Regions from separate parts of the Mus musculus genome. Here regions 1, 3, 4 and 5 are each linked to region 2. Evidence: chromatin contacts called from public ChIA-PET, HiCAR-type and promoter capture Hi-C data. All regions are on one chromosome and are shown on one strand. Each heading gives the region's core, a stretch centred on a gene start, on an enhancer-like site or on the middle of the called end of the contact. The rest is flanking DNA. Distances are from core to core; before and after follow the strand shown.

Region 1 (2,700 bases), core at 17-2,516, 520 kb before region 2:
GTGAAGAATCTACTCATTGGATTATTCAAAACTTTCAATAACCCAGATAGAAAAGTTCGTACTCATTTGGATAAAGAGCCTGAGATACTGAATAACAACCCCAAGTTGTGGGACCCAACACACTCCCACATCTCTAACTGGGTCTCCCCTGGTCCCTCAGACTTAGGGGCAACCAAGTGTACCCCGTGCACACCTGGATGTAGGTCTCTAATCCCTGCCGGCGCTGTTCCAGTCCTCTGGTCCTCCAGTTGGGCAGGCGTTTTGAGGGAAAGTCAGGCACTTTGTACCGTTTCTTGATCTGTACATCAGTTACAGAGGTGAGTTCCCAGCAAAGCACTCAAGCCCACTGCATCTAGCTGAGGACTTTCTCCAGTCCTCTCTATATGTCTGTCTTTAAGCTTCAACCTGGGACAGCTGGCAAGAGGTGGTTGGGACAGAAGTGACAAGCCAGAGAGTGGAAAGGACGCACACGGACAAGGTCAGTCTGAGCTGAGCTCTAGCCATTGCGTCCTCCCCGCGAGGGGCCCTGCAGCCCAGGGGGAGTCGCCTATGATCTGCACCCTCCTGGGGGCTGGGACAGTAATGGGGGTGACCAACCAGAAGCTGGGATCAGAGCTCTTTCTCATGCCACCGAGGGACCTGGCCTGGAGCCAAATCGGTGGGTAGTCCGCGACATCTCACCCGCTTGTGTAGAGCGTGGAACTCGCTGTAGCGCCGCGGCACGGTGTGTCTGCGTCCGCTGTACAGCACCTCCACTTGGAACACCTGGCGGGCGGAGGAGTGCAGACGGCGGGTCCAAAGGATGCAGTAGGACCCGCGCCGCGAGACGCGCCCAATTTCTGGTGTTAGAAAGGCACAAAGCCGACTTGGCGTGCCACCATCAGGGAAACCCCTTCCGAACCCCAGACACACCTGAAAGAAAAGGGTAACCGGCCCTCCCCTCTGCTCCAAGCGACCCCTCAAGAGCCCAAACCATTGTCCAAGGGGCTGGCAAAGCCAAGTAACCCCGAACCTTTGCGACGAATGTCCTAGCCCTGAATTCTGGGTCCCTTTTGCGCTGATCGCGAAGATAATCGGTAGATCCCCGCACACACTCTTCGTCCATTTGCTCACCATGTGGCCTTTCTCTGGACTCTGCCTGGGCCCTTCGGCCTCGGGCCCCACCGAGGGAATGTGAACTTCCAGCATCCGCGCCCCGACCCGGCTGCAGCCTCTCCCGGATCGAGCGCTTGGGCACCCGAACTCCCTGGAGCAGCCAAGCAGCCCTAAGAGGCTGACCCGCCCTCGGGCTCCAGGCCCTGCCCCCGGGCCGTAGGCTCCGCCCCACTCTCTGGATTTTTCAGCCCCAGGCTCCACCCTCTGATACGGGAGCCCGCCCTCGCCACGCCCAGGGTGTTCCCTGGCTCACTAAAGTCCTGAGGCCAGAAGATAACACCATGGGTCGCCATGCAAGGGAAGGAACCTTCAGCAGGGTCACCCATTTGTCAAACATTTCCCTAGTATCCCAGGTAGTCAGCCGAGGTACATTTTACCTGGTCTCTCTAAAATTTCACCTGGTCTTTGTTGAATGTCCTGGATGCTAAGGTGTCAGAGGAAGGCACAGTGGGTTTCAGGTCTGGGCTTCCGGTTAGGACCATCCTTGTTCTTAGAGAACCTAGCCACCACAACCTTCCCTCTTTCATGTGGTCCCTGGTAGCACCACCTGAAGACTCCAACTGAGGTAGTGCCGGGGTGAGGCTGGGATCCATTCTAGCTTTGATGAGCACCTACAAACCATTCATTTATTCCATCCACCCGTCCATCCATTCATCCTTCCTACCTTAGCATGCCTAGTTTGCTTCAAGCTAGTGTATGGGGAAGAGGCAGTTTAAAAACCCAGGCTTGGCACTGAAAGTCGAATGGCCTAGATATCAAGAACTGTGTGGAGTTTCTGCACAGCTGTAAAGCAGGTAACATAAGTATAAACACTGAGTGAAGCTGGGCGGCACGGGCCAGGGGTTCCACTTATCTATGAGGCTGAGGCAAGAGAATTGTTTGAAACCAGGAATTCAAAGTCAGCTTGAGCAACTCAGCCAGGACCCAATAGTGGCTTCCTTATGGGCTTGTTCAGCTGGGATGGATGGGTGATGATGGACAGATAATAAGAAGTAGGTACAGAAATGTGTGTAGAGAAGAGGAACAAAAATGAGTGTAGAGGCGGTGGCCCCAGCTGCTCTCATCCGCCCTGCTGGTCTTCTTCAGAATGTAGTAGGATTTTTGTTTGGCACATTGCTTAGTTTGGGTTTGGTTTTTCTAAATATGTAGATACGTTTTCTCTGTGTAGCCCTTGCTGTCCTGAAACTCCATCTTTAAACCAGGCTGGCCTCTAACTCAGAGATCTGCCTGCCTCTGCCTCCCAAGTACTGGGATTAAAGATGTGTGCCTGCCTGGCTATAGTAAGATTTCAAGACAGAATGATCACTTCATGTGTAAACACAGAAATGGCTTCCATTTCTACCTCAGCCCCACACTCCTTACTGGGCTCTAGGTAAAGTGCTCAATGGCCCAGTGTTCTGTTCTCAAACTGGGTCATGTGTGATGGTTATTCTGAATTGCCAACATGGCTACAGGTAGAGTTAACTAAAAAGACAAAACAAACAAACAAAAAAAAAAGACCACCAAACCGGAGTTTTGGTTAACAGCAGGATCATTTGAGGTAGG
Region 2 (2,700 bases), core at 85-2,584:
TCCCACCGTCTTTTCAGCCTTGCAGATGAACTTGATTTCTGATGCACACGATTCACATTTTACACTACAGCCCAAGCTGCCAGTGATAATCTTAAAGCTCATAAACAAAGACCAGCGTCGGCACCAGGGCCCTACCAGGAAGTAATCAAAGCCGGGTGGCCCGTCCGACCTTAAGTCCCGGCAGACAATGAGAGGGCACCGGGGCTTCCAAGGAAGCAGAAGGAGTTAACGCTTAAGCAACTCGAAGGCATAACATAAACCTACGAAGTGTCTTACACGCACTCGGGAATTCCCAACGAAATCCCTGCCAACCCGAAAAACTGCCTCGGAACAATCTTCGAAAGGCAAAACAAAAAAAAACAAAAAAACCCAAAACACCCAACCTCGAGCCGCCCCTCCAAAGCAGCTGTTGGCTGCCTTCTCCGGAGCTTTCGGAGCCCGCAGCCTGTTTTCAAACTTCACCCTCACAGGCTGAAGAGAGACTCCGAGGTGAGCAGCCCCCAGCGCAGTCCGCTCAGGGGCTGCGGGGGAGGCAGGAGCCTGTGGGAACCCGAGGAAACGCAACCCAAAGGGGCTCGCGCGCCGGCAGTCCAGACAAAGCTGCGCCCGCAGAGCGGCGCTTTGCCTGTCCGGCCCACGGGGGACCGCGAGCCCGACCCCGCCACACGTGCGGCCGCGCGCGGAGCCGGCCCTTAGGTTCGCGGAGCCTTGGGGTGCGAGCCGCCGCGTCATCCCGCCGCTGCGCGCTCGCCTCAGGCCCCCGCGGGCCTCTCCTCAGCCGGCCCGGCCGTCGGGCCGCGCGAAACAAAGGAGCCGCCACCGCGCCCGCCGCGCCGCGCCGCGTCCCCTCGCCCCGCGCGCCGGGCCCGCTTGCTCCCCTCAGCCTCCCCCCCCCCCCAACGAGGCCGCGCGCTGCCCCGCACCCGCGGCCCTTCGACGGCAAGGCCCGGGCCAGAGCCGGGACCTCGGGTGCGCGGCCGGCCAGCCCCAGAGCCGCACTCACCGCTGCAGCACCAGGACGACGGGGAGCCGTTGGGGAACTTGGCTGAGTCCGGGGCGATGCAGACGCTGGAGCTGAGGTGCGGACACTCCATGGCCACGAGGACGGCGGCGGGGACAGCCGAGGCTCTGGGGCGGAGGGACTTCAGAGGCTCCGTCTGGGGTCGCTTCTGACCCGGCACTGGGCAGACGGCGGCTTCTGGGTCCCGAGCCTTTGCGTCAAAGAAAGCAAGGGCTTCCGGGCGCCGGGTTTTGCCATCCGCCGTCTCCCGGCGCCCCGCTCCGGAGAACGTGAAAATCCGGACTCCTGGTTCTGCCGCCGCCCAGGGACAGTAGGCTTCCGCCTTCTCCGGCGGCCCCGCCCACCCTGCTGGTTACGCCCCCAGGCCAGCCCGGGCCCCGCCCCCACACTAGTCAGTGGGCGGGGCATTGGTGCTCACCCAGTGCTAGCAGCTAGTGTAAAGTCCTACGGGGATGTGAAGTGACTTTCCGAAATCTGCCCCCGGCCGCTGCAGCCGATTCTTGGGAACCCGACAAGTGTGGGTACTCATCCGGGGCAGAGCGGTCGGGACCGCTGCTTCTACTGCAGTGAGTTGGCTACAACAGCGAGGTAGAATATGTGACCACACCGCAAAGAGTACGGAAAATGAAAACCACTCACACCGACGTGCATTGAAGCCCCATTTTACACAGGAAGAAACAGACTTTTGGGGCGTGGCCCTCGATGGCCCAGCCGGCTGCAAAGAGCCCAGAACAGTCCTGACTTTCGTGTTCTCCCGGTAGCAGGCGGGGTCCGGAACTGTTCTGAGTTCTGAACTCTGGCCTGAGTGTGTCACCGGGATACTGCACGGCTGGGCCCACCGGAACGCCTGTGTTCGGGGTCCACGCCATGCCGTTATGACTCACTGATATCTCCTGCCCATTGTGGGTATTTTCATACCTATACCTCTTGAAGTTGAACGAAATAATCCAGTTTGCTGTACAAGGTCGCGGGTGCTAGGTAATAAAAAGAGGCAGTGTAACATTTGTTAGAAGCCCACCTGGCTCCCAGCCAGGCACTTTGCATACCACACCTCATTTAATCCTCAAAACACCCTCTCAAGCTGCTGCTACGGTCCCCTTTTTAACAAAAAGTGAAACCAAGAGTATAATTTGCTTTAGGAAGATTGGACCCCCGCACCCCCCCCCCCCCCGCTTCAAATCTCTCTCTAGAAAGAAGTGAAGAAGACAGGAGGAGCGTCTAGAGGTAGAGAGCCTGCCACCTCACATTCTCTGCCTTGAGGATATCTGGGGCTCCCACAAATCTAGCCTCCAAAGTTGGGCTTTCTTTCTTTGTTTGGTTGGTGGTGTTTAACCTGGTAAAGGGGCTTCTTTCCTTCATCCCCTGACAAGCAAGTGGAGAGGGAAGAACAATGTGCCAATCCATGGGGCAGGAAAGGAAAGGTCAGGAAATGATTAACTGGCTGGGCCGGATAGTGGTTAGTTAGCACTGGGCACCTCCCTGAAGTGCACGCCTCTAGCACCCCTTAAGCCACTTCCGTACACCCCACTACTGCACCCTGTAGCCTTCTGCCTGATAGTGTCCACCCACCTAGGACATCTCTGCCCAGGGTGGTATTTCAGATTCCTCAGTCCAAGCAACTCTACCACTTCCCCAAGTTGTATATGATTGCTGTCAAAACAAGGCTTGGACGGGTTTTG
Region 3 (2,700 bases), core at 163-2,662, 700 kb before region 2:
ATTGATTCCCATCTTGCCTGAGTGTGTCTGTGTCAATGTGTCAGATCCCCTGGAGCTGGAGTTACAAACAGTTGTGAGCTGATATGGAGGTGCTAGGAATTGAACCTGTGTACTCCAGGGTCCCTGGAAGAGTAGCCAGTTCTCTTAACTGCTGAGTTACCTCTCCAGCTCCTGTTTTTTCGGTCTAGCTCTTTCCTTTCCTTCCTTCCTTTCTTTTTTTAAATAAACGATTTATTTTAATTTTATGTGTATTGGCATTTTGCCTGCCTGCATGTCTGTGTGAGGGTGCCAAGTCACTTGGAGCTTGGTTACTGCCATGAATGAACTGCCATGCTAGTGCTAGGAATTGAACTGGGTTCCTCTGAAAAAGCAGCAATACTCTCAACTACTGTGCCCCTTTTCTTTTCTTCCTTTCTATATTTTTTTCTTTTTTCTAAAATATTGTGATCTAGCCCAGACTGGCAAGGAACTCACAATTTCCCAGTCTCTCTGCCTCCTCAGGGCTGAGATTACAAGGTGCAGTAGGCCTGGCTTTAAAATCTTTAAATTGAATATACTATTAATTGTTGATTTGGTTAAGGCCCTGAATAGATTTCATTGCTGTTCAAGCATAATTCACTGCAGAAAAGTAGTTCTGTAACATGCTGAAGGGTCATCTTTTAAACAAGCATTAACAGACAGCATTCTGCAGCAAGCACATACGGTTTTGTTTCGTGCATGGCATTCAGAACAAACACAAATTCTTAGGAATATTGTAATTTGAAATATGGGTCAGACAATATGATCTCTTTTTTGCAGGGTTATCCTCACGTGGGTTGGTGCTGTGACCCTTTTACATTTGGCATTTAAAAAATTCTTTGGCCATGTTTTTTAAATTTTATTTACTTATTTTTATATGTGTATGGACAATTTGTCCTAATTTTTTGTCTCATGCGATCTGAAAACGGTTTTTAAAACACTGTAAACTAAATAAACTAAATTGAGTTTTCCTTTCTCCCGCCTCAGAAAGTTGTTTTAGAACACAGTAGGGTTCATCCTTAGGATACTAAACTTTAGTTATGATTTACATAGAAAAGTCCACTTAATTTTCACTTTCAGTGTTTAATTATCATGGATTTAACTCTGGTAACTTTTGAAGAAATTTTACAATCCCTATCTCTACTTGGTTTTATTTTGGCTAGTTCACAACCTATCTACCTCACCTCCATACTTCGTGCCCCCCTCTTCCCCCACCCAGAGTCCTAGCACCGCCTACCAGGGAGGTACAAATCACGACCACTGGGGCTGATGGACTGACTGGCCAGCAAAACCTTAAGTCTCGAGGCTGTCACTGCTGGACGCTGTCAATTGGTCCAGAGTGAAGGCGCGGAACCAATAAGAATCGAGGTTCTCAAGCGCTTGGAGCGCGCGGGAAAGAGACCCATTTAAACGGTGGCGGGAACATCATTTTCGGGTTCTTCTCTAATTGAGACATCTGCAGTTGGGGTGACGGTGAAAGTTGTCTCTTCTTGTGTGAACATGGTGCGGACCAAAGCAAACTACGTTCCAGGAGCCTACAGAAAAGGTAAATGATGCAGCGAGGTGGCAGGGGGTTCCCTAGGCAGCCTGTCCAGGGGTGGAGACGCCCATGGCTGCCTCCCATTGAGCAGCTAGAAGGCAGGCTCCCGGCCCTCACTGCTAATAAGCTGCAGAGAACAGGCAAGGTCGTTTGCTGCTGTTCATCTCCCTCCTCTTTACTGGCCTGGGACTGTTGTAGAACAAAGCTCGGGGATCCGAACCCTCCTGCCTTTTCTGAACGCCCCTATTTATCTCTCTCTGCAGCGGTGGCTTCTCAAGCCCCTAGGAAGGTGCTTGGCTCCTCCACCTTTGTCACCAATTCTTCAAGTTCGTCGAGAAAAGGTAGGAAGGGTCGTGGAAGCTTCTGAAGTAACACCCCGAGAGCATCAGGCCGGGCAAGGCAGTACTAACCTGTGTGGTCCTGACCCGCGGTGGATTTATTTTTACTTAGTTTCCTTCCTCTGGAATTTGTTTCCGTTGACATTCTCACACCTAAATTTCTTTCTCGCCCTCTAAGGGAGCCTTAGTCTTTCAGCAGGCTTGGATGGGGGTGAGGGTCCAATGGAAAATTCATGTCTTGGTGGTGAGGGGCAGTATATTTTTAAACTTTTTTTTTTCTTTTCTGAATGGTGTTTTAAAAATTGTTAACAGTTACTATTTTCTTGGAGGCTACTTAAGTGTCTCCTCATTAGATTTATGGTGATGATTGACTGTACTACCGCGTTTCCGGTTGGGGGATGTATGTGAGTGTCTGTTTGACCATGCATGCAATCTTTGGGAACTGAACCCTGGGCCTTCCTTGCCCATGTTGAACAAGTACCCTACCGCTGAGCTAACCACACTGCCCCAGATTGGTTTGCTTTTGTCTCTGCTTTTCCCTCCTCCTCTACTCCCCAGTTCTTCCCCTATCCGACCTTCCTTTTTAACTCTCTCCTCCCTTTTGTTCTCCCTCCTTCCCTCCCTTTTCCTTCTTCCAAGGTCTCATGTAGCCCAGGCTGGCCTCAACATTTTTATGTACAAAGAACACCTTTGAACTCCAGATCCTTCTGCCCTCCATCTCCCCACTGCTGGAATAACACACACACACACACACACACACGTTCTCATGTAATTCAGGGTAGCCCCAAACTTGTTACGTAGCTA
Region 4 (2,700 bases), core at 163-2,662, 960 kb before region 2:
AAACCAAGACTTTTTTTCACCTGGACCGCCTCTGAGCGCGGCCTCACGCCCCGAATCCCGCTACCAAGACTTAAGTTCCGTGCTTTGAGTCGGGGCAGTAGATCCCACCGGGAGACACCTGAGCCGAGCCCAATCCGCTCTCCTCTCAGCTATGGCTGCTCAAGGATTATCGGGGACTGCGGCTGGGATGTCTCAGTGCACATAAAGGAACCCATGGGCAGGGGCGCACGAAAGAACCCCAGTGCTCTGGCGGCTCCGCAGGGCAGTCAGGGCCGCTACTCTTCCAGTGCGACTTCAGGTAGGTGCCGGTTTTTTACAGGCTGCTGGCAGGAGACGTCCTGGTCAGCATTTATTCGGCCTGGGGGAAAATCCGGCCCTGAGGCCGCCCCCCCCCCCCCCCCCCGCCACCACTGGGTGGGAGTCTAGGCGACCCCGCCCTAGGCGTCAGCCGGCTCTTCCCTCCCCCACCCTGGGGTTCGGAATTGGAGCGGAAAAAGAACGAGCCGTGAGAAGTCTTAAAAGCGGGGTGGAGGTAACGAACGGAACCTTCTAGGTTAGTCGAGGTACCCCCCCTTCCTGAAGTTAAAAAGGATTGGGCTTCCTTCACCTCCTCTTTTGAGGTGACGGAGGTTGTGAGAGTGAGGAAAGAATTTGTATTCTAATCCCCACCAACTGGGCTGGAATCCTCTGGCCAGATAGGGGAAGTGATTTCCTCAAGGTCACTCAGCCAAAAAAAAAAAAAAAAAAAAAACTCTCGGTGACTTGCTCAAGATCAGGTGTTTGCCGCCCTACCCCTTCCTCGCCTTCACCCCCAAAACCCGGTCCCCGGCTGCTTCGCGCGAAGAGAACCGCTGGCCCGGACCCGACAGGAATTCGGGGCGAACGATGTGCTCGCGACAGCCTACACCTCCACATCTGGGCATGAAACCGGGAGCCCCGCTGCCGCCGCCGCCGCCCTCGCCCTGGCTGGGGATGCAACGTGCGGGTCACCTCAAGCTCCACCCAAGCCCGCGCGGCTCCTTTAAGAAAAGTTCTCTGAGAGAGTTCATCAAAGTTTAAAAAACTTGTCTGGGAGAAGGGAACGGTGGGGTGCAAGGGAGCCGAGTCGGGGAGAGAAAGGGAGAAGGGGGTGGGGGTCGACCAAGGAAGCGGAGTCGGGAAAACGCCGGAGCCAAGGAAGGCAGAAAGGCCGGAGCGTCGCGGCCCGGGCCGGGGCTGGGGACCGGGCCGGGGCCGGGGCGAGCCCGCACTGGGCTGCGGGGATTGGCTGCGCGTTCCCCCGGAGACCGCGCGCGGGGCGGGGGCGGGGCGGGGGAGGGGCGGGCCGGGCCCCAGCTGAGGCCGGTTCCGGCGCCCGCCCCCTCCTCCGGCGCCCGCCCCCCGCCGCCGCGAGCGCACTCGCGGGCCGCCCTGAAAAGCCGGAGGCGGTGGCCGCACGGGCTCCGCTCCCTCGGGTTCCCGGTGCCTTGCCCCTCCGGCCGCCTCCCGCACCCGCCAAACTTAATGTGATCCCCCCCCCCTTTCCTTTCTCCGTAGCCTGACGCGGCAGCAGCCGCTTTCCTCACCAGCTCGCACTCTCCTCGGGGGCGCACGGCTCGCCGTGCCCCTGCCCACCACGGGACAGAGCGTCCCGCTTCCCTCTCCGCGTCCCCCCTCACCATGAGCAACCTGAAGCCGGACGTCGAGCACTGCACGGGCGCGGGCACCGGCAGCCCGCTGGAGGAGGAGGTGGGTGTGCGGCCGCGGGAGCCGGCGCGCGTGAGGTGCACGCGGGGCCGCGGGCGGCGCGAGGTCCTGCGGGCCACCGCTCCTGGCGCCTTCCCTCCGCTGCCCTTCGCCCTGGGGAGGAGCAGCCCATGTCCAGCGGGCGGAGGCGTGCGGCCTGAACTAGCCCGGCGGGGCCGGCATTGTCTCCCCGCCCTCCGGGGCTCGAGGAGGGCGCGCGTCCCCGTGGTGGGCTCGGGGCGCCGCGGAGGTCCTACTCCCGCTGCCCTCCTTCCCCAAGCCCGGTGGGGCTTACGCTTCGCCTGAGGCGCGCCTCCTGGGTGGCCTGGACCTCCGCCCCGACTGTAAGGAGCTGAGAGGGATTATCCCGGTGGGTGCGGGAAGCTGGCTCACCCTCCAGCCTTTCCACCTCGCCCCCTCCCCGTGACCTTGGAGGCCTGGCCGGCTGCCCTGCGCTTAGGTTAGAGCTGTGGTCTCAGTGGGCAGGCGGGCTTTTCGCCCTGTCTCAGAACTTGGGCTTCTTCAGAGAGTTGAGCCGGCAATTTAATTAAAGTCGGAAAAGAGAGAAGTTAGAAGCCTTGAGTATCCCCTGTTCTCGCCCTTTGACCTAGTAGCCAAGCCAGTACCCCACACTGGCCAGGGTGGGATCTTCCAAGGAGAGGTGACATAATCTTGTCCAGCTGCCCTATGCAGAAAAAGAGGTTATGAGACCGCGTCAAGGAATCATCACTGCTCGTGGTTTTATCGCCTGGTGAGGACGACGTACTTGTGGGGGATAAAAAACCTTTAAGGTAACTTCGAGTGGAAACTAGGCAGGCCGGCTCAACTACTATGGGTTCTAGGCTCCTAGGGAGCTCTTTAACGTATGCTGTGTCACTCCAGGGCTGAGAGACCCTTCCTGCCCCGCCCTGGCATACTTTTGCCCAGGAAACCAAGGGCCAGTTATCCAGCCCTAGGGCCCTTCCCCTTGGTCTG
Region 5 (2,700 bases), core at 23-2,522, 680 kb before region 2:
TCAGTCATCCAGGGCTTCAAAGTGAGATTCAGACTCAAAAAATAATACAGTCAAGTGATGGTTTTATCCCCCACCCCAGGTTTCTCTAAAAATATAATTACTATAATTATAGGGGTCGTTACAGGGGGTTATTTTGTTGGCTTTGGTCTCCACCATAGTTTTCCAGTTTTTTCAAAGAGTGAACTTATGCCTCGGGTATGTTAGGTAAAATGTTTTAAAACTGGGACTGACCATGTAGTCTAGGCCTTGGAGTTACTATCCTCGCTTTTCCTCTGGAGTCTAAGCATTACAGGTCTGCTTGTCATGTCCAGTAAATGAGTCTCCTTGCCTCCCTTCCTTTCTTCGATGCCTGGGAATCGAACTAAAGACCTTGGGCATGCCAGGCAAGTTTTGTATCACAGACCTAAATCCCCAGCCTAAATGAGGGTTTTTATGGACACCTTTCTTAGTCACCGTATAGGTATGTTGGTTTATTCTGATGGGAGGCTTAGTTGTCTTCCTACTCAAGCGAGATTACCGGCATTCTTTGTCTCCCCCAACTCCCCCGTTTTATGGAATAACAATAATAATATTACTCTGGTCAATTTTCATAGACTCAAATATAGCTAGGTTATTTCCAGGTCACACATAAAAACGTTAAATCCTTAAAAAAAAAAAAAAAAAGAAAAAAGAAAAGACAAGGTAAGACAAAACTTTCTTACCCACTTCACTGTTCGACTTCTGGAGCCGGTTCAGAACGAAATGCATGCAAAAGTCTGGTTGAAACGACAGGAAATCCACCAGAGGGAGATGCTTGCTAGACAGTGAGAAAGAAGCTCCCGCAAGGGGCCTGGAGAGGAGCTTTGGGAGGAGCTGCCGAGATGGCCCAGGATTCCAGGAGGTGTGTGTAGTTTGGAGCTGGTGTCAGAGACCAACTGATGGAAGCAGCTACGTTGGGCCTACTACCTGCTGCAGCGAAGGGTTTACCTGGCCTAACATTGTAAACTAAAGGCCTAAAAACATTTCCAAATGAGAAAACGAAGCTCCCAACCCACTTACCAACAGTCCCCGAAGAAATGGGGGGGGAAGGGGGGTATTTAAAGGCACTTCCGCTTAGCAACCCCACGCTGTTGCTAAGGAGGGGCCGCAGCATTAACGACCCGGAAGTGGTGGTCTGAATTTCACAGCGACGACAGGGGTTTGTCCTATCAGAAGAACGAGGATGCTCTGCGGCTCCAGGAGGTGGGTGGGACCTGCATTAGTACTTCCGGCTTGGCTCGGCCGCCCCTCAACTGGTCTTCCCCCTCCCCTCCGCCTCCTCCGCTCCCTCCGCTCCCTCCCGCTCCTGGGAAAGCAAAGCTGCGGCTTAAGGGGTGGTTGAGAGAAGCAGTAGGCGCCTCGGGGAGGGGACCGCGCCCGCCCCCTTGGAACACTGGAGCACCGCTGATTTAGGTAGGTACTCTGGCTTCGACTGGGTCTGGGAGACTGGAGTCTGAGATGTGTGTGTGTGTGTACGTGTGTGTGTGGGGGGGGTGGGGTGGGGGCTTTAGGAGCCCTTCGCTGGGGCGGGGCAGTGGACTCGGGAATCCCGGGTGGGGCGCGGGCCTGTCCGTGGAGGGTTGCGGGGGCGGGACAGAGGGACCAGGGTCCCTGCGTGCAAAGAGTTGCGGGTTGCGGGTTAGACCCGGTCGCAGGAGGCGCCCTTTCTGAAGCAGGGACTTCGGCCAATGCAGACCGGGAGTTTCCCACCTGGAGTGCCAGCTCCGAAAAGAAGGGGGAGCATCATCCAGGGCCGAAATCAAGGGTATAGACTTGGAGAGGTGACTGTGGTCATCCTGTGCTTCACATTGTCCGCGTCCCGGACTCTCTGTTGGGACAGAGCCGGGCTTCGAGGGCTTGTAAGGGTTTCGTGTCGGCTGGGCACCGTGGAGCCGCCCTTGGCAGAGGTAGGGCAGAAGAGTGGGTAATGAGACCTCCCTCCACCCAACTTCCGTGCGCTTCCCCCGCTTCTTCCTTTATTGCTCTCTCGGCAGGGCGCCCTATAGGAGCGTTGTCCCCTAAGTGGGTACGCATCACGTCGTAAAACAAGAGTGTGAAACTGGGTTTGTTGCCCCCGGATGATTTTTCGGATATTTGCAAAGTGCCAGAATGGCATATTCTAGCAGTCTCCCAGACCGATATGAGTCTGGTATGAATTTTCTTAGAAAATGCAATACTGGAAGGCATCTGACTATATTCAAACGTAGCCTTGTAAATGAGCATGCTTTAAAAAAACCACTAGGAAATCCATATTTAGAGGTCTAGATGAGACATGTTTAGGCAAGCCTTTTTCAACCTCTTTCTCACCTGCCAGTAATCCTTTTGTGGTTTAAACGAATTAGAAATGCTATCTTCATTTTGTTTAAGTGACTGAATTGTAGGAAGTATAGTATATGTCTTAGAAGAACTAGTGAACATTTAGAGAGACAAGGGACAAGAGTCCCTTTCCAATGATTGAACTCTCTCTTAATCTTTTAAGGAGATAATTATGTTCAAGTGGAAGTATTGGCTTTGAGAAAGATAATTCTGGGAATGAACCCGCCTTTGCCTCTTAACTAGTTGTTGACTTTGGTCAAGTCACAGACTAACAGTTTCAGCCTCTTCACAAGGAGGAATTAAATTCTAGTCAGTGTCAAAAGAGAGGTGATTACTTATATAACTCCATTTAAAACAAGCACCTTT

What was found. Promoter capture Hi-C pulls out the DNA fragments that hold promoters and counts their contacts. ChIA-PET counts read pairs in DNA pulled down with a chosen protein or histone mark. HiCAR-type assays count read pairs that join an accessible place to other places.
Region 1: an RNA polymerase II ChIA-PET map of memory CD8 T cells shows a contact between it and region 2, with 18 read pairs. The contact joins the promoter of Snx22 here to the promoter of Usp3 in region 2. A contact is called at or near these places in 7 of 39 promoter capture datasets (the SN4741 cell line, erythroid cells, hippocampal neurons and 3 more), 1 of 484 Hi-C or Micro-C datasets (embryonic stem cells) and 2 of 115 datasets of contacts at active chromatin or transcription factors (memory CD8 T cells and microglia).
Region 3: a contact with region 2 is called in a promoter capture Hi-C map of erythroid cells, with 21 times the contacts expected there. The contact joins the promoter of Pclaf here to the promoter of Usp3 in region 2. A contact is called at or near these places in 4 of 39 promoter capture datasets (erythroid cells, liver and pre-B cells) and 1 of 115 datasets of contacts at active chromatin or transcription factors (memory CD8 T cells).
Region 4: a HiCAR-type map of astrocytes shows a contact between it and region 2, with 2.6 times the contacts expected there. The contact joins the promoter of Rbpms2 here to the promoter of Usp3 in region 2. A contact is called at or near these places in 2 of 39 promoter capture datasets (liver and pre-B cells) and 1 of 115 datasets of contacts at active chromatin or transcription factors (astrocytes).
Region 5: a contact with region 2 is called in a promoter capture Hi-C map of erythroid cells, with 28 times the contacts expected there. The contact joins the promoter of Csnk1g1 here to the promoter of Usp3 in region 2. A contact is called at or near these places in 3 of 39 promoter capture datasets (erythroid cells, liver and pre-B cells) and 2 of 115 datasets of contacts at active chromatin or transcription factors (bone marrow-derived macrophages and memory CD8 T cells).

The regions. Positions count from the first base shown.
Region 1 is chr9:66,068,493-66,071,192 of GRCm38.p6, forward strand. Snx22 (sorting nexin 22) reads right to left here and starts at 1,267. Exons shown (of 6, transcript NM_001379335.1): 1 at 1,114-1,267; 2 at 682-765; 3 at 194-298. The coding sequence starts at 1,188.
Region 2 is chr9:66,591,781-66,594,480 of GRCm38.p6, forward strand. It overlaps Usp3 (ubiquitin specific peptidase 3), which reads right to left and starts at 1,335. Exons shown (of 15, transcript NM_144937.4): 1 at 1,004-1,335. The coding sequence starts at 1,094.
Region 3 is chr9:65,888,911-65,891,610 of GRCm38.p6, forward strand. Pclaf (PCNA clamp associated factor) reads left to right here and starts at 1,413. Exons shown (of 4, transcript NM_026515.2): 1 at 1,413-1,564; 2 at 1,822-1,899. The coding sequence starts at 1,519. The region is part of intron 1 of Trip4 (thyroid hormone receptor interactor 4); the gene reads right to left.
Region 4 is chr9:65,629,170-65,631,869 of GRCm38.p6, forward strand. Rbpms2 (RNA binding protein with multiple splicing 2) reads left to right here and starts at 1,413. Exons shown (of 8, transcript NM_028030.3): 1 at 1,413-1,728. The coding sequence starts at 1,660.
Region 5 is chr9:65,907,738-65,910,437 of GRCm38.p6, forward strand. It overlaps Csnk1g1 (casein kinase 1, gamma 1), which reads left to right and starts at 1,273. Exons shown (of 14, transcript NM_173185.2): 1 at 1,273-1,431. It overlaps Trip4 (thyroid hormone receptor interactor 4), which reads right to left and starts at 1,057. Exons shown (of 14, transcript NM_001357872.1): 1 at 702-1,057.